Regions from separate parts of the Mus musculus genome. Here regions 1, 2, 3, 5 and 6 are each linked to region 4. A link is a contact called in public promoter capture Hi-C data. All regions are on one chromosome and are shown on one strand. Each heading gives the region's core, a stretch centred on a gene start, on an enhancer-like site or on the middle of the called end of the contact. The rest is flanking DNA. Distances are from core to core; before and after follow the strand shown.

Region 1 (3,638 bases), core at 675-3,174, 2.4 Mb after region 4:
CTTGTCCTTGTGACTGAATACAGTACCCAGGTGACTTTTCCCTCAGAGTATAAGTTATCTGAATCTCTGAGTAAAGTTAGTTATCATATGAGACATCAGTCTTCCTCGTTTTTTACGCCCTGCTCTCCCAGGTTCATGCTGCCAATGAGAACAGTCAACAGGGAACGCTGTGTATTATGACATCAACTTTGCTATGTTGTTCCTCTCTCTCTCTCTCTCTCTCCCCATTCCTGGCCCTAACTCATTTACATTCCATCTTCCCCAAAAGGCTAAGAAGCACAAAACTTTCGTTTCTTTGTTTGTTTGTTTGTTTTAAAGACAGAGTTTCATTATGTAGCCCTGGCTGGCCTAGAAGTTGCTCTGTAGACCAGGATGGTCTTGAATTCACAGGACCCCACCTGCCTCTGCCTTCCAAGTGCTGCACTTAAAGGTGTGCACCACCACACCTGGTGTTACACTGCTTCTCTTTAATAAACTGGTGTTTCTTCTGTGCTGGGGAGATAGATTAATGGGTAAAGTACAAGCAGGGAAGGCCTAAGGTTTGACTCTAATGATCCTTATAAAAATGGCATGGTGGCATGCACTTAAGAGTTCCAGCACTAGGGCTGGTGAGATGGCTCAGTGGGTAAGAGCACCCGACTGCTCTTCCGAAGGTCAGGAGTTCAAATCCCAGCAACCACATGGTGGCTCACAACCATCCATAATGAGATCTGACTCCCTCTTCTGGAGTGTCTGAGGACAGCTACAGTGTACTTACATATAATAAATAAATAAATCTTAAAAAAAAAAAAAAAAAGAGTTCCAGCACTAGAGAAGAAGAGACAGGATGATTTCTGGGACTACTGGCCAGTTAATCCTAATTGATGAGCTCCAGGCCAATGAGGGACACTTGCCTCACAACCCAAGATGAGGCCTCTGAGACTCAAGACCTAAAGTTGATTTCTGGCCTCCACACACATGCGCATACACGCATACCAACAGTGGATGATACGATGATATGGGAAACAAATCGTCTCCCCCAAGTCACTGTCATGTGACTAAACATTTCAACCTTGCAGCCAACAAGTCTTTTGTCTTAAGCAAATTAAGCCTTACCTGGGTTCCATTTGGTGATGAGGGTGACGGGGATTGTGGGCTACTTCTGACAGGAGATTTTAGTAGTGAGGATTGGTACAAGCCAGATGCAGATCCAGAGGATGGTGAATTATCAGAAGAAGGAGCACTCTCTTGCGTGTGGCCTGAGGTGTTGGGTAGGATGTGATCTACCACCCATCCAGAGTAAGAAGACAGTTTGGGAAGAGACATGCATTCTTCCAAAACATCCTAAAGAGAAGAAGGTTAAGCCTATTTATTTGTTTTTGTTCTTCTTGTTGTTGTTTTCTCTTTTTGGTTTTTCGAGGCAGGGTTTCTCTGGGCATCCCTGGCTGTCCTGGAACTCACTCTGTAGACCAGGCTGGTCTCGAACTCAGAAATCTGCCTGCCTCTGCCTCCCAAGTGCTGGGATTAAAGGCGTGCGCCACTATGCCCGGCACGGTTAACCCTATTTGTATGTCCATTGGTAAGTATAAGACATTATTACATGTGATGCTTAACAGCTGAAGGCCCAAGCAAATAAGTTAATACAGAAGATAAAAAAAAAAAGGATCGCAGCCCGTCCCGTCCCGTTCCCACTCCCGGTCCTCCACCGCGGTCACTAGGGAGCCTGCTAAACGCGGGCCGCGGGCCGCCGCTCACCTCGTAGCGCAGCAGCCACTCGCGGTCGTAGCGCAGGCGGCCTTTGCTGGTGTTGCGGAGCGCCCTCAGAGTTTCCCAGCAGCGACCATCGGACGGCATGGCATGTCACCAGCTGACACGACTGACAACAAACCCTCGAATCCGCCGCCGAGGTGGCGCCGCCTTCCGCTTCCGGGGTGTCCGCCCCACATCCGGCGCAGCCTCTCCGTAACGGTCGCAGAACCTGTCCGTCAGCAGCGCCCCGCCCACTAGTGAGCGCCGCCCCCTGGCCAGAGCAAGAATGCGGGATTGAGGCTAAACTAGCGAGCCTACGTGGATCTGAATCTCAATGTAATTTCTCGCAGTCACAATTGCCAGGGTGATGCTCTGCGGTTTTTGACCCATCTACTGCTCATGAGTCCGTGACAGCGGTTTGAGGTGGATAAGAACCTCAAGAGAACAAGCAGTATTTTTTCTGTTCGGGCGTTAACAGTCCTTACTGTCCTTGTGGTGGAGCCTGGTTCATTTTCCAACACCCCATGATAGCTCACAACAGAAACTCCAACTCAGACGGTTCCATTGCCCTCTTTGTGGACTTTTACTCTACGCACGCACATCATACATACATACATACATACATACATACATACATACATACATACTTTTTTTACTAAAAAAAAAATCTTTGGACTTCTAATAAAATATTTTACAAACGTTAATACAAGAGTCCCCCAAGAATGATCTGGGTGAAGCGTTACATAACTTAAATCCCAGCACTCAGGAGGCAGAGGCAAGCAGATCTCTTGAGTTCCAGGCCAGCCTGGTCTACAGAGTAAGTTCCAGGACAGCCAGGAAAAGGCCTAGCTAGGAAAAAAACTTCCCAGGAATGGACCCCAATCCAAACAGTTCTACAGCTCAACACTGTGGTGCACAGCTTACACTAGTTCAGAAAATAGAATCGAAATTACATACCCACACATGCATGTGGTGGTCTACATTTGACAACTTTTTTTTTTTTTTATTGAGAAATTGTGTAGGAGCCAAGGCATGGTGGTGCATGCCTTCAGTCTTGGCACATGAGAGGCAGAGGCAGGGGATCTGAGTTGAAGACAAGGCTGGTCTACATGAGTTCTGAGCCACCCAGAGCTATATGGTAGGACCCTGGCTCTCAGGAAAAGGTATATTTATTTTCAACATGTATGAAAATGTGCATGTGATTACCGTAGGTGCCTTCTAAGACCAGAGGAATCGAATGTCAAAGGAGCTGGACTGTTGCTGGTGGATGTGACCACAAATGTGGTCAGCACCTTAGCTGCATTTCTCCAGCCCACCTTGATAAAGTCAAGGTTCTTTCCTCTGTGTCCTGGATGGATGCTTCCCCTCGCACAACCAGTAGTTAACCAGTGAACTCTCTCCAGCGCCAATCTCTGGAATTTTGGACTTGGGTGAGAGTGGCTGAGATGCTATAGTTACCTGAATGAGAATGGCCGCCATAGGCTCATGATTTGACTATCTGGTCTCCAGGTGTTGAAACTGCTTGGGAAAAATTGTGTCTTTACTAGTGGAGGTGTTCGTTAGTGTAGGCTTGGGGGTTTCAAAGGACTTGTGATTCCTGGTGCTCCTCCGATGCCTCCCAGTGTGGATCCAGATGTGAACTCTGTACTATGTAGTCCACAATTACGAACTCTAACCCTCTCAAACAATAGGCCAAATTCAACTTTTTTTTTTTGTGGCCAGGATGTGGTGGTGCATACCTCACTCTGTAGACCAGGCTGGCCTCGAACTCAGAAATCCGCCTGCCTCTGCCTCCCGAGTGCTGGGATTACAGGCGTGTGCCACCATGCCCGGCTTGCCAGTTCCAGAACTGGTCCTGGGATGCAAGTGTTTTATTCTACATGGATCTTCAAAGCAGCATCTTTTGAGAG
Region 2 (3,777 bases), core at 854-3,353, 2.0 Mb after region 4:
TCTCCACCTGGCAGAAACACGAACTTCGACCTTGTATTAGCCAGGGTTCTCTAGAGTCACGGAACGTAAGGGTAGTCTCTATATAGTAAGTTGACAACCAGGAATAGTCATTACGAACCTCCCAACTAAGAAGGCTCATGCTTGGCTTGAGAGCCTTCTCCCTGCCTGTGAGCTCTCTGTCCTGTCCATCCTTCTCTCAGCCAGATGAGGAAGCAATAGGGCCTGTCCTTAGTTTAGTGGCCCTGCATTATCTATCACCAGGCCTTGGCAGAAGAAACAGGTAAATGTCTAGAAGCAGAGTCCCAGAGAGGATGATGAGAGGAATTGAGAGAGGGACCAGAGACAAAGTTCAAATAAAGGGAAAGTGATGGAAAGGGAAAGACAGTGGCAGGGGACAGGGGGACAAGGGACAGGCAGAGAAGACGACTGATATTAGAGCACTATCGCACAGTGGTGGGGTGACAAGGACTAATCAGATTTCCCATGTTTTAAAACGGCTAAGGATGTAGACAGGGAATGTTCTCGTGACGGGTCAAAAGTCGACAGGCGTGATAAATGAGCTTGCCTTCATTATTCCACTGAAATGGCACACACCCAGTTGTCACTCTGTGCCCTGTGCCTGCTGCATACATAATTTACAGCTAGGAAGCGACACCTGTGATTCCAACAGGAAGATGGAGAAGCCGTGCCCGTCTTCAACTGTGTATTAAGTTTGAGAGCAGCCTGGGCTGCAGGAGAGAGACCTTGCAGCAAAGACCAAACCCAAAACCAAAAAAACCCAAACCAATAAACAACAACAACAAAGCAGGCAAAAGTGCATCGGAGGTCAAGCCCACACACTGTTCTTTCACAGGACCAGAATTTGGTTCCCAGCCTCCGTGTGAGGCTTCTCAAAGCTGCCTTTAATTGCAGCTCTGCCAGATCTGACCCCCTCCTCTGGTCTCTGTAAACATGTGGTGTGTGTTCACATACACACAAATAAAAACAGAAATAAATCTGAAAAGGAGGGAGGGGCTGGAGAGATGGCTTAGCAGTCAAGGGCACTGGCTGCTCTTTCAGAGGTCCTGGGTTCTGTTCCCAGCTCTCAGATGGTGGCTCACAGCCATCTGTAATGTCAGTCCCAGGGGATCCAACACCTTCTTCCGGTGTCTGAGGGCACTACACACATAGAATCCATAGTACATGCAAGCAAAACACCCTTACACATAAACACATTTTAAAAATTAACAAACAAAATAAAAGGAGGCCGGAGAGATGGCTCAGCGAGTCATGGAGCTTGCCCCGAGTTTGATCTTCAGGACTACAGAACTCATATACAAGAAGAAGAGGGGACTCTAGAAAGTTGTTCTCTGATCTCCACATCCATGCTACAGCTTTCTGTGTCCCCTGTCTCACATGCATGTGCTCTCACACGCAAACACACACTCATAATAAAACATAAAATAACATTTAAAAGCAAAAACAGGTTTGGGAAGACAGCTCCATGGTTAAAGAACTTAACTGTACAGCCTTGAGAACCTAAATAAATTAAGTCATGTAAATTCCAGAAGCATGGGCCGCGGGCTCCCATGGCCAGTGTGATGCGAGTATCCCTGCAATGTCATGGTCACGGCGACACCCTGTGCTCATGCACACGCAAGCGAACACACAGACACAAACACAAATATACAGCCACACACAGAGGGGGAAAAAATGAAAACAGGAAAGCAAACAAAAACAAAAACGGGTAGATGTGGTGCACACTTTTAATCCCAGCAGAAGTTTCTGTGAATTGGATGCCAGCCTGGTCTACATTTGGCGTTCTAGGCCAGGAGGGGCCTGGAGAGACCCTGTTTTAAACGAATATATTCCCAACTATTTAAAAAAAAAAAACTAAAATTTGCATAATGAATTACCAAAATAATCAATAGTATAGTGTTACAGTGCATCCGCAGAGACCTCCAGGGTGCACGGAAACCGGTTTAGTAAAACGTTGATTAGAGCGAACAGCCCGCTGGTGGGGCCCGCGGCCGGCAGGGGCAGCAGCGCTCCCCAAAGCCCCGCCCCGCGCGCCTGGCCCCGCCCCGCGCTCGGCTCGGCTCGGCCGCGGACGCGCGCGCGCAGAGGGCGGGCGCAGGCAGCAGGTGGGCGGGGTGCGGCGGGGTGCGTGAGGCGGGGCGGGGGGCTGCCGGCTGCTCTGGGGCCGGCGTGGCGGCCCTGCGTACGGGCGCGCCATGGACTTCAACATGAAGAAGCTGGCGTCGGACGCGGGCATCTTCTTCACTCGGGCGGTGCAGGTGAGGCCTGGCACGACGCCGCTCATGGGGCCCGGATGTGGAGCGCGCCCCGGGCGGGCGGGCAGGCTCTCTGCAGCAGGAGCCCCTTTCCTGCAGCAGCGGCTGTGCGCTCTGGGTACAGCTAGGGCCCCTGTTCTCTTGTCCCCGAGCTGCTCAGGGGAGCTCCCAGCGAGGTCAGCTGCACCCCACTATGGCCCGGAACCCATGGGGGCCTGGGCTCCGGTGCCTGGGCGCCTGGCAGTGCCCGTTTACACTGACAAGTTTGCCCACTGCCCTGGTGCCTGCACAGCCCGGGAGGTGGATGCCCACTGGGTGGTTCAGGCCTCTCTGCACTAGTCTGCCTTCCTCCCCTCCCCCGCCCCAGGCCAGGCTGGCAGGTTGAGGGCCACACAAAAATACCCCAATCTCTTTTGCGAGCCTCAGTCTCCATACCCGTGCAATGGGCAGGTTGGTGCTAATGGTTGCATCCAGTCCCTTTCACACGCTTGGGGAGTCAGGCCGGAAGCCAGGAGTTATTTCCTTTCTGCTCTGCGGGAGGCTTGTTTCCTTTTACTTCCCAGGCCTAAAGGATGTCAGAAGGCTAGGATCTGGCAGGCTCTTTGGGTTCTGTCCAGGCCGGTAATGCTGATATTGGAACAAGTCCTAAACATTTGGTAGAAGAAAGAGAAACTGAGGCGAATTCATGTCTCAGCAAAAGGCTGGAGTCAGGATATGGATGGTAATGCTCCTCATGACCTTGGGGGACAGGAGAGCTTTACTTCAGGGCCTCTGTTTCTCGCTCTGAGAAATGGGGTGAGTGGCCCTCTTTCCTGGGTTGGCTGCAAGTGCAGTTGCTGAGGCTAAGTGCACCTGTGCATCCTGCAGTGACCTTGGACAAGCCATCTGAGCCTCACTCTGCCTTCTGTAAAGCAGGTATGAGGCTCAGCTGGGAGGCCCTGTCTGCTCCAAGGCCGGGGGTGGGGTTCCTGAGGTTTCTGTACCCCTGGTCTAACCCATCTCAGTACCCCAGGAATAAGTTCTGTATGCTGCCCTTGTTGACCTGCTAGGCGCAGCCTCCTCCTCTCCCCCTCAGAGGCCCATGTGGTCGTGTTTACTAGAAAGCACAGGTCTCCCCTGAGGCTGAGTGTCCCAGTGCGGATTGCCACTCCCTGTCCAAGCTTGGTGGGCAACCCCAGCACTAGAGAGAATACGAGGGCCTCTGAGCCTCCTCTGTCTCTTGCATGAGGGGGAAAGCCTGTCCCAGGGTTGGCATGGCAACCACACTATCTCACACATCTGGGAAGAACCTGATCTGCAGCTTTCCTGTCACTGCTGGGTCTTGCCATCTGACCTGGCCAGGCCCACAGAGAGGACTCGGAGGTAGTGGTGGCATACAGCTTCCAGGCCTCACTCTGCCTGATAGGGGCAGGCACACAGGTCACACTGGAGCTGCAGCCAGGGCCCAGGCCCAGGCTGGGGTGGAGGAGGGAGCTGGGAGTGTTATAAATAGAGACTTTCTGTG
Region 3 (3,888 bases), core at 1,350-3,849, 2.2 Mb after region 4:
GCCTCCCCGCTTTCTGGACCCAGGATGTAGAGGAAGCAGCAGGACAGGAGGATCATGGGAGTAGAGATGGTCAAGTCTTCTCTCCAAAAATAACTGCCTTTAATGTGAGTCAGCCCATCTCCCCAGGGGCTCCAGTGAGTCCTCCACCATCACTTGCTGCCAGCAGTGATAGCCTTGAGGTTTCCAGCTCGAGCCAGAATATTGGGCACGAAGAGCAATCCCGAGGCCCGCTCGATGCTCTCGATGGGCACCAGGAACCGCTCCAGAGGGATGGTCTCATCCACGGGGGCATTGGGCATCACGTAGGAACGTAGCTCGATCTGCCCACCGGCTGCCTCCAGGATCAGCACCTTGAAGAAGTGTGTGGGCACTGCCACGTGGTTCTTCCCAATAACCTGGTACTTCACATAGGACTTCCCATCAGCCTCGGTCCTGTGGATAGACCCGGGCGCATGGCCAAGAGGCCTGGTTACATACAAGGTCACCTCTTCCAGGAAGCCTTCCTAACTTCCAACAAGCAAGAAGTTTGTGCTGGGCCTGGTGCCTCCTTGGGTCTGGGAACTATGTAAGGTGGGGACCAATGCTTAACCTCTGCTTTTCTGCCCAATACTGCTTCAGACAGAATGGGAGGCAATAAACGCAGCTAGAGGAATGAGCTCTCTAGACCCTGATGCTCACCTATGCTCACGTGACTGTAACCTGTCCCGTAGGCAGTACACCTAACAAGCACGAGTGGGAGGCCATGCTGGGGAACCCCAGCCCCAGCCTGGTGCTCGGGTGGCGTCACACCGCGCCACGCCAGATGGCCTGTAGTGGATGCCTGTAGCTTCTGGTTTCCGCAGCAGCCGCTGCCTCCTGCAGCCCGTGCTGCAGCCCGTGCTGCTGCTGCTGCTGCTGCTGCTGCTGCTGCTTTCTGTGCCCTCCCGAGGAGCTCAGCTCATTTGTCTGCCAGGAATCCTTAGCACGTCAGAGGCAAGGGTGACAGCCTCCCGTGCAGCCACGGGTTACAGGTGGTAAGGCAGGTCAGACGTGGGGAGCAAAGGCAGGTGTGGGGCCAGGCACCTGAGGGCACAGCAGAGTTCTAGGCCACCCAAAGGTCTCTGGCTACAGTGACACAGAAAGCCCAAGGTTGGAGAACAGGAGTCGGAGGCCCCGTCAGCTACAGGCTTACCTGGGCAGGAAAAGCGGCCCCGTGCAGACATAGACATTTTGGTAAGTTCGCGTCAAGCTGCGGCTGTACCTCTCAAGGTTGTTCCAGGCATTCTGGTTGAGGTGTGGCACCTGGTGGGAGAAGCGAGGCTCAGGAGCACACCTCGGACCTTCCATTAGGCATGCCCCAGCTCTTAATGTCAATGCCCAAACATTTGAAGGACAAGGGCTCAAAGAAGGGCTCCCTCCTTACGGCTCTGTGACTACAGTTTTTGAGCCAGTGCTAGCCACACTCCATTCCTGGCACTCCAATGCTCTAAGCTTTCCCCATCTCAAGGGAAGGAGGAAGGAGGGGACATTAGTCATTCAGAGACCCCCAAGGTCTCTTGGAACTCCCAAACCTTAGGTCAAGCTCTAAAGGCACGGGGACTGGACAGTGCTGGTGTGCACCTTTAATCCCAGCACTCAGGAGGCAGAGGCAGGCAGATCTCTTGAGTTCCTGGGCAGCCTGGAAAATCGAGCAACAAAAGGTGTGGGGTGGGATATGGTCTCCTGTCCATCTCCATCCACTGGGTGGATGTCCCAGGAACCTACTTCACAATCAAGACCCTGCTGGGAGCAGGTGCAGTGCTAACAGTGTGCCCTGGAGGCCTGACTGGCCCTAGGCCAGCAGGGTAGACTGAGGAGTCAAGCTCCCGGGTTCCCTGAGGAAGCACACTGGGTGGCTTGCTGACAGGCATTGCTGCAGCCCGTCACTACTTGGTGCACTGCTTCCCACGGGAGGCTGAAGAAGGATAAACCCCGGATTCTGCAGTGCCACTGTAAGATTCCTCCCTCCCGCCACGGTGCACGTGTAAAGTAAGATCTAGACGCTGCAGTCGGGCGGGCGACCAGGGTCCGAGACTACCTGAGGCGCTACGTTGCTCAGGTAGAAGGTGTCGTCCATGGCCCGCTGACTCCAGCGGTGGTTGGCGGCGGCGGCCAAATGGCCGCGGTCAAAGCCACTGCCGCGGTAGTCCGCATTGGTGGCGCGGTGGTACGCGTGCACAGAGTCATCCTCGCGGAAGTCGCAGGCGCTACGGTCCCCGTCGCCACGGAGCCGCTCTGGCCTCAGCTGCTCCAACACCCAGAGCGCACCGCGCGTGCGCGGGTCGTAGCTAAGCACGTAGGACTCGCGGCTCCGGAGCTGCGCCACGCCGGGCAGCCCGTACTTGGCCAGTTCCCCGGTGCCGCCCGCCGGTCCCCCCGGCAGCGCGGGAAGATCGGCCGCGACCACCGGCAACAATGGCACTCGGCCCAGCAGCCCCGGCGCTTTGCCCTCCCGCCGCCGCCAATGCTCTGCCGCGGCGCCCAGCCCCGCGCCCAGCGCTAGGGTCAGGCCGGCCCGCAGCGCGCGCATGCCTACCGGAGGACAAGGACGCTACTGATGTTAGCACAGAGTGAAGGAGCCTGTGCTGGCGTGGCCCCCGACGCCCTTCAGCTGCCCTTTTAAGACGTAGCTGGGTCCTGGTGCCGCCCTACTCGCTTGCCATTGGTCGTTCCACGTCGGGCTCCGCCTCGCCATGTACACCTCACATGGCCCTGCTTTTAAACAGGACAGAACCCCAGATCTGTCAGACCCCTCAGGTGCACCCACCCTCCTGCCACCAAACGAGCGAAGGATTTCTCTAGATTGATTAACAGAAGAATGCAGGTGTAGCTATTGATAGCCGCCTGGAACCTAAGCTTGCTATATAAGGTTAGAGAAAATAGCTATGCTAGGGTCATACTTTTCAACCCACTTAAAGGGTTTGGCCTGGGAAGTATGTTGTGTTGGCCAATGTTTCCTGTCCGTAGGTCAGGGGCTGGCTAAAGATATTTCCTACATTTCAGATGGAATAGTATTTAACTTATGAATATTTTAAGACATCAACTTCCTTACAACCTATTAAGACGGAGGAAGACCGATACATAAAAACTGAAGAAAATAGGGCTGAGAGTGTACAGTCAGAGCCACACTCATTAGCATGGGACAAAACCAATTATACATTAAAAGATAATTGGGGGATGGCTGGGGGGATGGCTGAGGGGTTAAGAGCTCTTCCAGAGGTCCTGAGTTCAGTTCCTAGCAACCACGTGATGGTTCACAACCATCTGTAATGGGATCAGATGCCCTCTTCTGGTGTGTCTGAAGACAGTGTATTCATATCCATAGAATAATTCTTTTTGTAAAAGGATTTATTTATATATTACATATACAATGTTCTGCCTGCACGATACCTGCAGTCCAGAAAAGGGCACCAGACTTCATTATGGATGGTTATGAGCCACCATGTGGTTGCTGGGAATTGAACTCAGGACCTCTGGAAGAATAGCCAGTGCTCTTAACATCTGAACCATCTCTCTAGCCTGAATAATAATTTTTTTTCTTTTAAGATACATTGGGAAATAGGGCATCTGCAGGTGTTGATGGGTAAGAAGGCAATGGAGGGAAATCATACAAATACCGTGTACATGTGTGAACATGTTATGATGAAACTTGGGCTTGTTTGCTTGGTTGGATTTTTTTAGACAGGGTTTCTCTGTGTAGTCCTGGCTGGCCTGGAACTCACTCTGTAGACCAGGCTGGCCTCGAACTCAGAGATCCGCCTCCCTCTGCCTCCTAAGTGCTGGAATTTAAGGTGTATGTCACCACAGACTGTTGAAAAAATGAAAAAAAAAAGACAAAGTTGTAGACTGGAGACATGGTGCAGCAGTTCA
Region 4 (3,819 bases), core at 209-2,708:
GTAGGGATACCAAGTGATGGCTGTCTAATTAGCTTCTACCTGTGTTGTGACTATGGGCACATGGTCCCTCTTCTGGGCCTCAGGTTGCTATCCTCATTTGTAGAGGGGGGTTACGGGTGTGCCTCCCCTTAGGTTTATCAGCAGAGGCAGGAACGGCCAGCACCGTAGCCCGGTAACCCTGTACTTAGCAGAGTAGCCTGTGGACTTCATCTCCTGGGAGCCTGGTATCTTCATCTATAAGGATGCTGTTAGGGCCGCTGTGAGTGTTGGTAAGAATGAATGGGTTAGGAAGAAGCTGAGGGCCACGGGGAACTGCCATACCTTGCAACTGCTGTAGGAGCAAAGCTCTTTGCAGCATGGGGCCATTGAGCAGGGAGGTCGAGTGGAGGCCCTGGAGACTCAGAAGCTGTTGCGGGGATGACTGCTGGGGGAGGCCCCTGTGTGATGGGAGTAGGGTGTCAGAGGGGTCCTGGGAAAGCCATCTACCCGGAGGTCTCTCACCTCCATTCTCTCCATCTCAATGGCAGATGGAGGATCCCCTCCAAGGTAGAAACTGATGACATTTAATACTCAAACAAGGATGCCCCTGGGGAAAAAATAACTACTGGGAGCCAGGCTCCAAAATGTGGGTCTGAGCCGTCAGACCTCAGACTGCTCCTGGAAGTGGAAAACTCACCGGCTGACAGGAATGGACAAGGAGGCCTGTGGTGGGGACTGTTGCAGCAGCTGTTGGAGCTGCAGTATCTGCTGTTGCTGCTGCTGGAGCTGCTGCTGCTGGAGCTGCTGCTGCAACTGTTGCTGCTGCTGCTGCAACTGTTGCTGCTGCTGGAGTTGCGGGTTGAACATGGTGGCTGAAGGGGGTATGGTGGGTAGGGTCAGATCACCACTTTGGGATGATCCAGCTTCTCTCCCCTCCCAAAACACCCACCCCAGCATAACGCCTGCTAAGCTTCACCGCTACACAGTCCCACCCACGCCAAGAGCACGCTGCATTTATACCCGGGGCTTCGGGGCTTCCAGTTCTTCCGGTCAGCTGCCAGAACAGGATACACACACAGACACGCCTTCAGTTCTTTATCTTCCCTCCCATCTCTTCAACTCTGGCGGTCCAACCTTCTAATCGGAGCACACCTTTCCACTCCCATCTCCTGCCTGTCAGTCACTCTACACTTCCTGGTGCTTCCCGTGCACACTTCCCTGTTTTGGATTCCGCTGTCCTCTCCCTAAATTGTGTCACTTAAATCCATGAACCCTGGATGGGAAACGCTTCCGTCCGCCGCAGCACACCCCCACCCCGCTCCGTTGTCCCTCATCCCTCCACTCCCTTCCCTCGCAGATATAGCCAACGCCACTTAACTAATCCTGTGGCCTCGCCTGTCCACAAAGCCCGTAGGCTCTCTGCAAGTAGCCGCTATCCCTGCGGTCCACCCTTCCCGGGGTGCCCAACCCTCCTCCACTGTCGCTTCCGGGGCGGGCACCACACTGGCTCCCCCTCACCTCCCGGCAATCCACGAAAACCGAAACCGTGAAAGCCACGAGCTGACTCGTAAGGCGGGCTCCGGAGCTCCCGGGCTGCTCGGGACGGTGACCGGACCGGGACACTCCGAAGGCCCAGCGGCTGGCCACTCCCGCGCAGAGCGCCCTCTGGAGGTGCGGAGGCCTCAGCGCGGACGCCGCGGCGGGCGAACAAGCCTCGCGCGCAGGTCACGTCGCGGGGACCGCGACCAATCTGCAATCGCTAGAGCCGCGGTGGCTCCCAGGTGCTATGAGGCGCCGGGCAGCGTAGGCTCCTGTCCCCAGATCCCAGCATCGGGAAGGGGCGATTCTGAGTTCCCACGGCCGTCTGTTTATCTGGCAGGGGCAAAGGGGACCGACAGTCGGTCAGATCCCAACTGACCTCCCCAATGCCACCACTGTCCCCAGATCCCGAGCCCGCGTGGGGCTGGGACAAGAGCAAGCGGGCGCGCGTATGTGTGGTGAATTCAGCTTTAAAAAAATAGTTTTGTTTTTTACATTTTTTTAAAAAAGATTTAGTTTATGTGTATGAGTGTTTTGAACGTATGTGTATCTGTATATCGTGTATATCTTGTACATCCTGGAACTAGAGTTAGAAACATTTGTGAATTGTCTTGTGAGTGCTAGGAATCGAACCCAGCTCCTCTGCAAGAACAAGTGCTCTTAACCACTGAGCTATCTCTCCTCATCCCCGTTTTTTGTTTTTTTGTTTTTGTTTTTTTTTGTTTTTTGTTTTTTTTTGGTTTTTTTTTTTTTTGGTTTTTTTTTTTTTTTTTTTGGTTTTTGGTTTTTTGAGGCAGGGTTTCTCTGTATAGCCCTGGCTGTCCTGGCACTCACTTTGTAGACCAGGCTGGCCTCGAACTCAGAAATCCGTCTGCCTCTGCCTCCCGAGTGCTGGGATTAAAGGCGTGCGCCACCACGCCCGCCTCTCACCCCCGTCTTTTAAATATGTATTCTTATTTCAGGTGTATGAATGTTTTGCCTGCATGTATGTGTGTGTACTTTGTATGTGCCTAGTGCTTGCAGAGGTCTAAAGAGGGCATCTGATCCCCTAGGAAGAAGTTTGTGGATGGTTGTGAGCCACCTGTGGGAGTGCTGGGAGCTGAACCTGGGTCCTTTGGAAGAAGAACAAACGTTAACCACTTAACAAGTTCCCAAGCCTCTGATTTCCTTTTCCGTTTCATTGTGTTGTGTAGCAATGGCTACATATGGAAACTCACTATAGACCAGACTGGCCTCGAATTCACAGAAACCCGCTGGCTTCTGCCACCACGTCTGACACAGTTACTTTCTTTAATGGCTCTTACCTGCCCCTAAAAAGGTCCTGCCACTGCGGACACCCCTTAGCCCCACTGGTCTTGGCAATTCTTTTATCTTGTTCATCCCCCCACTTCGCGCCCAGTGTAGACTGAGAGGACTGGCCGCTCGGCGGCGCTAGGGACCGCAGAGGACAGATCACTACTGCGCAGTCAGGTGACTGCGCTAACCTGAGGCTCGGGACTCGCCCGGGGGTAATGGGCTCAGGAGGCGAGAGTTCTCGCTCCACTGGGACCTCTTTCGCAGTTGTTGGCGTTAATAGCACTAAAGTGGCTCATCCTGGCCAGAGCGAGCTGGGATGGCCGCGGCTGGGGGTCTGCGGCTGGGGTCTGCGTGTTTAGGAAGCTTGAATGGCGTAATCATCCTTGAAGGATAGGCGTATCTAAGTGACAGGAGTAAATTCATCGGTCGGAAAACTTCCGTGAACCCAGCACATGGGGAGGCAGAAGCAGGGGGGTCGCTAGCCAGCAATAATAATAATAAATAATTAGTAATAATAGTTGTTGTTATTTTAAAGTTAAAAAAAACAAAACAAAACACAAACAAACCGCACTCTAGCTTGGCTGGGCATAGTGGCCCCAGCCTATAACCTTAATGCTTGAGAGGCAGAGGCGGACTAGTAAGACACTGCGGCAAATAAATAAATAAATAAATAAATAAATAGATGCTGCGCCCTGGTTGGAGCACACGCGCAGGTAGTGAAGGTGGAGTCAGGATCGCCTTAGCCATCTGGCTTTGCGACCCTGAGGGACTGAAGGAGTCCTCTCCGCCCGTTTCTTGATCTGCAAAATAAGTGTCCCTTCCAGGGTGTGTGTGTGTGAAGATGACATTACATAATGCTTAGCACTGACGCCGGTACACAGTGAGCTTAGCTAGTTGCTAAAGTGAAAACACTAAAAATAATGCTGGTGCTGGCGAAGATGGGAAGCCAGCAGAAGCTGACTGCGCATGCGCATCTTTCAAGGCCCGCAGCTGCTGAGCCCTTGT
Region 5 (4,044 bases), core at 1,078-3,577, 2.2 Mb after region 4:
AGCCTCCAATTGGTGCTAATGAAAGTGCTGTCTGAGGCTGTAGACAGGGCAACAGAAACTACTGGGCATGATGCCTGCCCCACAGACCTTGGCTGTCATGAGGAGTCCCCATGGCAAATTCTGCAGTCTGGAAGCCAGACCCTGCTGGGGATTCAGGGACCAAACTTACACCCAGACCAAAGGGGTCAGTGGAGGGTTCTAGAGGAGTAAGAGAACATGGGTAAGTGTCCCTAGAGCAGGAACAGTGGTGAGAGAGATCCAGGCAGGAAGCAGAGGGCGTGTTTCCTGGCAGGAGACAGAGGTGCCATCCAGAGAATGTTAGCCCTGGAGGAGAGAAGGAACAAGAAAGGAGTGTCAGGGAGGACCAGGCCATACAAGGACTTCCACTTAAAATCAGTGGTACACTCTCCAGAGTAAGCAAATACTTAGTGAGACACCGCACAGGCAGCAATCTATTCGTCACTTCACCCAGAGACAAGTGTAGATCCCACTGGAGACTTGGAAGGGACAGCAAAAGCAGTCTGAGTTGGGAGTGTGGCCCAGCCACAGGGAAAGCCAAAGTACTGTCAGGAGGTCACTGGGAATGGGGTGACACTTGCTGGGACCTGAATGGGTCTAAGAGGGATCTAGAACATGTCACACCTGGGGGTGGGGTCAATTTGTGCCAGGAGGTCAATACAAGAACACAGAAGCCAACACGGGTGTCTAGCAGTAAAGCACCTAGAGCCAGAAAGGTGCAGACGCTGTCCAGGCCACCTCTGCACTGTCTCCTCAGCCGGGATCCAGACACCTGGCTGAAACTGAGCCACTACTTGTTCATGGTTAAAGAGCCAGAACTGAGGCTGCAGGCTCGCCTGCTCCTCCAGGATCCCACTTCCGGAAGTGTACCTCAGGCAACATCGTCCATGTGGGTACCTTCTCCTCTGGACTACCATGGGGCTGTCCTAACAATGCTCAACCCTCAGCTTCTATTCCTGATGTCTGTCTCCTCTCAGACTGCAGTGCTGAGGAGGCCAAGGACACATTTCCCAACATAAGTCCCAGTCCAAGGCCAACCATAAAGACAGGGCAGGTGAAAGAGCCCAGGGATGGCAAAGAGGTTAGTATATGTATCCCACCTAGGTTCCTCTGCGGTCCCCCCACAAAACCTGCAATCATTTTTGCTTCCTCCCTTGAAGCTCCTTCAAGCAGCAAGTCAAAAACCCAGCCACCTGCCCGGATTCCTGATTCACAGGGCAATCCCAGAAGCCCCCACTCTCTACAAAGGCCACTGAAGTGTAACGAAACTGCTCTGTAGCAGGTGTCCTCAGCAGACGAAAACCACTGGGGAGGTGGTGGGTCACAAACGTCTCTTGGTCTCCTGCCTTGTCCTCTACAGACCCTGGGAGACAAGAAGGTCCAGAGTCAACACCCAAAACCCAAACAAGCTATGGAACTGGGAAAGCAGGGAGTCAAGCCACCCCAGTATCTCCTCACAACACTAGCCTCCAGTCCCTGCTTCCCCTGGACTGCCACAGGGGAACCTAACCTTCACCAACTGTGTGGCCAGGTCACTTCCACTGTCCCAAGCCTCGGAACATACTCTTATCCTCCTTATCCTCCGTCCCCAGCACAAGAAGCAGACCTCCTGCCCTTCCTCCTGCGCTGTCTGCTAGTCTGTGTGCTCCAGAGAGCAGAACAGTCAGCAGGGGTTGAAGGTTTTGCTGCCACCTTTCCAAGGCAGAAGGTCTTTGAAACTTTCAGGTCCTCCATTCTTTCCTTCTCAATTTAGCTTCCAATTTCATTGTCCCCTGGCTTCCCAAGCTGTGTTCCTTCAGCCTGGACGCGTCATTGCTGACCTCCAGCTCTTCCAACCTCACCTCCCTAGATCTGTCACTCCTGCCCAATGCATACATGCGACGGGCTAAACCAATAGGAGAATCGGTCTTTTCCAGCCTGAGATTCCAAAGACCAGGGAATAGTCCCGCAGATCAGAAAGAGGGAGGGGTTCAAGGAAAGAGTTCGGCACCAAGTACTAGGGGAGCCCGGGTGGAACCTCTGGGAAGGTGCACGTGCGCGGAGGGGCGTGGATCTGCAGGGACCGCGGCGGAAACTCGGGTGAGAGGTGCGAGCGGAGGTCGGGCCCGCGTCATTGGATTCAGGGAGGTGACAGCGCGTCCCTTTCCATACTCGACCCACTCACCAAGGCCCGCTGTTCTCGGCCGCCACGCAGGCAGCCCTAGTCCTGGGTCTGGCTACCCACAGCCAGTCGCGCCGTGGGTCTTTGGCTCCTTGTTTTGTTTGTACCGCTTCTTAGGTCTCCGCCCCGGAAGTGATGTCACCGAGCGCAAATGCTTGGGGATCCTAGGCTGTCGCCCAGTCTTTAAAGGGCACACAGAGCTTCGCACTGCTTCTGACAGTTCTCTTGAGCTAAGCTGCATCTGGGCGGAAGTAGCCCATCTAGGGCTCGGCCTCTTTAAAGGAACAGACTTCTGCAACCTTGGGAATACGTTTGGGGTCGCGGGTTATTGGACAGAGCAGCGCTATTGTTTGCTGAAGCAGGTCAGTTCCTGGTTGCCGTGCGGGGTTTCATCTAGATCGTGTGTTGAAGTTAGCTAAGGTTTGCGAGTGCTGTAGCTCTTTGATCCATGTGCTCCTGTTTGTATGTGATGTGTAGCTTCTCTGAAAGAAGGATCTATCCCCTGAGAAAAACTTGCACACGCGGTCTTGGCAGCTCTACACTCAGTCACAGAACCAGTTAGACTAGTTCTCTCTGCACCCACGTCCACTCTCCCAAGGTAGTCCTGGCCAAGAAGATGCAGACTGCGCTAACGGAGAATTGCCTGCAGAGCTAGCGCCAATAGTCTCTGTGGGTCCTTCTGGGTTCTGTCGGTTCCCGGGCTGCACGGCAATTGGATTCATGTACTAATGTGGGACAACTTCCAAGATAACTTAGGTTAAAATAATAATAATAATAATAATAATAATAATAATATTTTTTAAGTTAATGGGACAGAAAGAATAGCCTTCAGTCCTACTGAAGCCTGCTATGGTCAGATGTGCAAAACCCATGTTCTACCAGGCATATCACAGACATGCCACATGACCTGCAGGAAAAATGGGGCTGAAAGAGGCTGAAAGAGAGGGTGAACGAAAGAGAACAGGGCTGTCCCGCGTAGGTGGACTCCAAGGCTTACAGTCCTCCATAGACCTGGAGTATCATCTATGAACAAATGTGACCACAATGGTAGACACCAGGTGGCCCCGCTGGTGGGTTCACCGTTTTATACACACCAGTTCTGTTTACCAATGGGTGAGGCACAGAGTTTGGAAAAGGATTCCCACAGATGTTCACTCCCCTCCCACCCGCAGGAGGGTTTGAAGACACCAGGTCTCTCCCTCTGCTTCCTGGGAGCCTTAGCACTAATTTTTGGATCTCCTGTGTAGTCGACCTAGTAGGGAGCTCAGGGTCTCACAGCCAACAGGACACTGTTTCCACCCTATGTTTCTGTGAGAGCAACAGACAACCTGGCAGTCAGTTCCTGTGCTGAAAACTTTTTTTTTTAAGATTTATTTATTATTATATCTAAGTACACTGTAGCTGTCTTCAGAAGAAGGCATCAGATTGCATTACAGATGGTTGTGAGCCACCATATGGTTGCTGGGATTTGAATTCACGACCTTTGGAAGAGCAGTCAGTGCTCTTAACCGCTGAGCCATCTCTCCAGCCCTGAAAACTTTTTTTTTTAAGATTTATTTTATTTATTTTATGTAGCTGTACAGATGGTTGTGAATCTTCTTGTGGTTGTTGGAATTGAATTTAGGACCTCTGCTCGCTCCAGCCCAAAGATTTATTTATTATTATAAAAAGTACACTGTAGCTGTCTTCAGATGCATCAGAAGGGGGCATCAGATCTCATTATGGGTGGTTGAGCCACCATGTGGTTGCTGGGATTTGAACTCAGGACCTTCGAAAGAGCAGCCAGTGCTCTTACCCGCTGAGCCATTTCACCAGCCCGTGTTGAAAACTTTTGTATAGTACAAGGAACCAGACTGGGTGAAGTT
Region 6 (3,611 bases), core at 135-2,634, 2.6 Mb after region 4:
TTACCAAGTTTACTTACTACCCAGTGAGAATGCTGTAATTTGGTGTGTACCTGGTCATTCAGCCCAGAGATTAATATGCTAGGGTGACACTCTTCCAAGAATTACAAAAAGGCAGACTTGTAGACTTCACGTTTCTTTCTTCCTCTCCTCCCTGTGCCCAGAAGACCCAAAACAGTTCTAGCTAGAATCAGGCACCTGATTATCATAAACGATCCTGGGAAATATGATAGGCGCAGCCAGGTTTGGATGCCCACAAACCAAGTCTTCACCGGTCCCAGCTTTCGAGACCGAAGAGTAAACCGTCTTACCGTGGCGATAGGGGTTGTAGAGAGCCATTCCCGCCGCGCCCGCAGCCAGCAGCATCTTTTGCAGCGGGGTGGTTGGGATGTGGTCCGGGTACAGCAGGCGGGCGCCATGGCTCCCGGCCCTGAGGGGTACATCTGCGAGCAGAAAAGAGGTAAAGGTGAGAGGAGTCCGGTCCCTCTGGTCGCCGCGGACACTGGAATCAGAGCTGCTCACCTACAGCTGGCCGCGTACGGGGCCGAAGACTGCGGTGGAGGCGCAGGGAGCGAAGCAGCAGCAGGGTCGCCATGGCAGCGGACGTCCGCGTGGTTAGGCGGGGCTCCGCAGGTACTACGGAGGCCCGAGAAGTCAAAAGACTCCTGGGACACTGCACTCACTGTGGCTTTTTGATCGGAGATGTTGTAATATGGACAGGAGCATGAGAAGGAAAGCCACAAGATCTGTTTGCCACTGAAGTAAAACAACTGCTGTGAGCCAGGCGTTATTTATAACGTAGGCCTGTCAACCCAGCATTTGAAACCTGGAGGCCGTAGGATCAGTTCGAGATCCTTCTTGGCTATTTCTTAAGTACGAAGGCAGTACTAGAGACCTTGTCTCAAAAACCAAGCCTGATGTGAATTACTCGTCACTCCAGATCTTGGAAAAGTGGAGACAGAAAAGTAATGAATTCTCGGCAACTTAGCAAGTTTGAGGGCAGCCTGGGATATATGAGAAACAAACAAACAAAAAACTCCTGAAAAGAATTCAAAAATAACATAACCGAGAATTCGGTTGCTCGATATCCGGCCCTATTTTCTTCTCCATCTCTTATTTCCCCCCCGGAGGGCAATAAGAAAAGAACCTCTTCCTGCCAAGGAAACAAGGCGGCTACCTACAGTAGGGACCACATTTGGGAAAGGACCACGCAGCACTTCCGCCCGCATCCCCGCTTCTGGATGATGTTGAACCGCTGAGTTCCAGCCATGGGTTCTTCTGGCCTAGCTCGGCTGCAGGGGCTCTTCGCTGTCTATAAACCTCCGGGGCTGAAGTGGCTGCACTTGCGTGAGACCGTGGAGTTGCAACTGCTTAAAGGTGAGAACTCCGACGCGGACCCACGGTTTTGCTTTAGTTCTTTCTGATGTGGAGTGAGGTCACGTGGTTCGTTTGCCGGGTTGTAGCTGTTTCTTGTTTGTTTGTTTTTTTTCTCTTGTACACATTTCGTTACTACCCACTCTCCGCTATTTTCCTTTAGAGAAATTCATTCTATAGTGTTGGGTTTTTTTTCGCGGTTTCTGTTACAGAGTTAGAATTTGAACTTTTTTTTTTTTTTTTTTTTTTTTTGCCTTTTGAGACAGGGTCTTTTCTAATTAATCCGACCTTGAAATCAGTGAGGCACTGAGAATTCTGACTCTCCTGACTCCACCTGCCAGATGCTGGGATCACAAGCGTGACCACCACCCCGACCCTCAAACACCAATTTTTTTCTTTGCCTTTTTTTCCTTTCTTTTATTTTCTTAAAAACTGTCATGTAGCCTCAAATTTGCTATGTAAGATGAAGATAACCTTGAACTTTTGACTGTCCTGCCTTCACTACCCAAGGTCTTAGACTACATCTGTGTAGTACCACCTCCCATTAGGGTGCTGGGGATGGAACCCGGGGCGTCTTGCGTATTGTGCAAACACTCCATGAATTGAGCTACACTTCCAACCTAGGATTTTTGTTTTGTTTGTTTGTTCTTCACTTTTTAGAGAATGGTTTCTCTGTATACCCCTGGCTGCCCTGGAAATAACTCTGTAGATCAGTCAGGCCTTGAATTCAGAGATAGGCCCGCCTCTTGCCTCCCCAGTGCTGGAATTAATGATACCTGGCTTCTGAAGGAGTCATAGTACGTTTTCTACGATACACAAATCCATCTTCTATGCTACCATCTCTCTACCCCTTCTCTTGCGGGTTGGAAAAGTACTGACTGTGTTCTTTTGTGCTTAGGTCTCAATGCCCAGCAGCCTCCTGCTCCTGATCAGCGTGTTCGCTTCTTGCTAGGCCCTGTGGAAGGCAGTGAAGAGAAGAAGTTGACTCTCAGAGCCACCAATGTACCCTCCCTCACCACCCACAGACTTGGTAAGGCAGAGTCAGACAGGACCCTGGCCGTGATGTTAGAGGAAATCCCTGGCCTGAGTTAGATTTCTAGCCCAGGGTTTGGCAAACTTCCCTAGAGAGGGAAGATTTTAAACAGCTTCTGCCTACAGCCTTGTGTTTTCCTTGGCTCTGCTCCTCTTTGCTATTGTAATGCAAAGCATCTCTAGACTGTAGGAAAGGAGAGAACCTTCTTGTATTTTAGTCAAGACTGGAGTGCAGCCACATGGTTGTGGTGCACGCCTTTAATCCCAGCTCTTGGGAGGCAGAGGCAGGCGGATTTCTGAGTTTGAGGCCAGTCTGGTCTACAAAGTGAGTTCCAGGACAGCCAGGGCTATACAGAGAAACCCTGTCTCGAAGGAAAAAAAAAAAAAAAAGGCTGGAGTACAAAACAGCTATTTTGAGAGCAGTTATAAACACCGGTGTCCAGCAGCCTTTGTCTTCTATGGGAGACTGAAAGGATCATTTAAATTTAGGAGTCCCTGGCCAACCTGGGCAACACAGTGAGACCCAGTCTCAAAACAAAGTAGACTTGATGATTTGACTTGTGAACTACACTTTGCTGACTCTTAGCTATTCTAGGACTCTCTAGGGAAGCTGAGAACTTCTGGTAGACCTGTGTTATTAATACCTGCTCTGTATTAGACATCATGTTATCTTTGTCCTCACCCCAGTTCTGTGAGGTAGGTCCCTTATTAAAAAAAAACAAAAACAAAAACGTATTATTTGTATGTATGTGTGCACACCAAGGCCTGGGTGTGAAAGTCGGAGGGCATCTTTTGGGAATCACTTCTCTCAGGCCACCATGGGTCCCAGGATCAAACTGAAGTCATCAGGCGTGGCAGCCTTTACCCACTGAGCCACCTCGCCAGCTCTTGTTTTTGTGTTTTGAGACACAGCCTCCTGTAGTCCAGGCTGGTCTTGAACTCACTGTATAGTTAAATATGACCTTGAAGTCTGGATTCTGATCCTTTTGCTTCTGCCTCCCAAGTGCTGGGGCACATTAAGCTGTAGTCAGTCTTTTAGTGGTCAAGACACTGAGTCTGGGGCCATAGGTCAGTATTGTAGACAGACAGACCTAGGTCCCACCTTAGGGAGCTCACTGATTCAGGAGGAGAATGGCCAGGTTTTCTATCAGCACACGATGTGCAGAGAAGCCCAGAATCTTGATCCCCAGTGTGATGCCTGATCTCAA

Evidence for each region. Promoter capture Hi-C pulls out the DNA fragments that hold promoters and counts their contacts. Capture Hi-C pulls out chosen DNA fragments and counts their contacts.
Region 1: a contact with region 4 is called in a promoter capture Hi-C map of liver, with 7 times the contacts expected there. The contact joins the promoter of Gle1 here to the promoter of Ciz1 in region 4.
Region 2: a contact with region 4 is called in a promoter capture Hi-C map of liver, with 8 times the contacts expected there. The contact joins the promoter of Sh3glb2 here to the promoter of Ciz1 in region 4. A contact is called at or near these places in 5 of 39 promoter capture datasets (the C10 cell line, cranial neural crest, hippocampal neurons and 2 more).
Region 3: a contact with region 4 is called in a promoter capture Hi-C map of pre-B cells, with 8 times the contacts expected there. The contact joins the promoter of Endog here to the promoter of Ciz1 in region 4. A contact is called at or near these places in 3 of 39 promoter capture datasets (cranial neural crest, liver and pre-B cells) and 1 of 9 other capture datasets (liver).
Region 5: a contact with region 4 is called in a promoter capture Hi-C map of liver, with 4 times the contacts expected there. The contact joins the promoter of Kyat1 here to the promoter of Ciz1 in region 4. A contact is called at or near these places in 3 of 39 promoter capture datasets (the C10 cell line and liver).
Region 6: a promoter capture Hi-C map of liver shows a contact between it and region 4, with 2.9 times the contacts expected there. The contact joins the promoter of Coq4 here to the promoter of Ciz1 in region 4. A contact is called at or near these places in 3 of 39 promoter capture datasets (liver and pre-B cells) and 1 of 9 other capture datasets (liver).

The regions. Positions count from the first base shown.
Region 1 is chr2:29,933,695-29,937,332 of GRCm38.p6, reverse strand. Gle1 (GLE1 RNA export mediator (yeast)) reads right to left here and starts at 1,924. Exons shown (of 16, transcript NM_028923.3): 1 at 1,735-1,924; 2 at 1,096-1,323. The coding sequence starts at 1,833.
Region 2 is chr2:30,357,642-30,361,418 of GRCm38.p6, reverse strand. Sh3glb2 (SH3-domain GRB2-like endophilin B2) reads left to right here and starts at 2,103. Exons shown (of 12, transcript NM_001289709.1): 1 at 2,103-2,276. The coding sequence starts at 2,214.
Region 3 is chr2:30,170,235-30,174,122 of GRCm38.p6, reverse strand. It overlaps Endog (endonuclease G), which reads right to left and starts at 2,599. Exons shown (of 3, transcript NM_007931.1): 1 at 2,057-2,599; 2 at 1,172-1,281; 3 at 54-432. The coding sequence starts at 2,548. The coding sequence ends at 150. Gm31080 (a long non-coding RNA gene) reads right to left here. Exons shown (of 4, transcript XR_866091.1): 4 at 3,788-3,826. Spout1 (SPOUT domain containing methyltransferase 1) reads left to right here. Exons shown (of 12, transcript NM_172660.4): 12 at 1-676. The coding sequence ends at 30.
Region 4 is chr2:32,360,837-32,364,655 of GRCm38.p6, reverse strand. Ciz1 (CDKN1A interacting zinc finger protein 1) reads right to left here and starts at 1,458. Exons shown (of 17, transcript NM_028412.2): 1 at 1,358-1,458; 2 at 677-851; 3 at 322-437. The coding sequence starts at 846.
Region 5 is chr2:30,204,130-30,208,173 of GRCm38.p6, reverse strand. Kyat1 (kynurenine aminotransferase 1) reads left to right here and starts at 2,327. Exons shown (of 13, transcript NM_001356474.1): 1 at 2,327-2,541. It overlaps Gm31201 (a long non-coding RNA gene), which reads right to left and starts at 2,325. Exons shown (of 2, transcript XR_374214.4): 1 at 2,183-2,325; 2 at 1-324.
Region 6 is chr2:29,785,266-29,788,876 of GRCm38.p6, reverse strand. It overlaps Coq4 (coenzyme Q4), which reads right to left and starts at 1,384. Exons shown (of 7, transcript NM_178693.5): 1 at 520-1,384; 2 at 309-440. The coding sequence starts at 592. Trub2 (TruB pseudouridine (psi) synthase family member 2) reads left to right here and starts at 1,206. Exons shown (of 8, transcript NM_145520.5): 1 at 1,206-1,374; 2 at 2,270-2,401. The coding sequence starts at 1,266.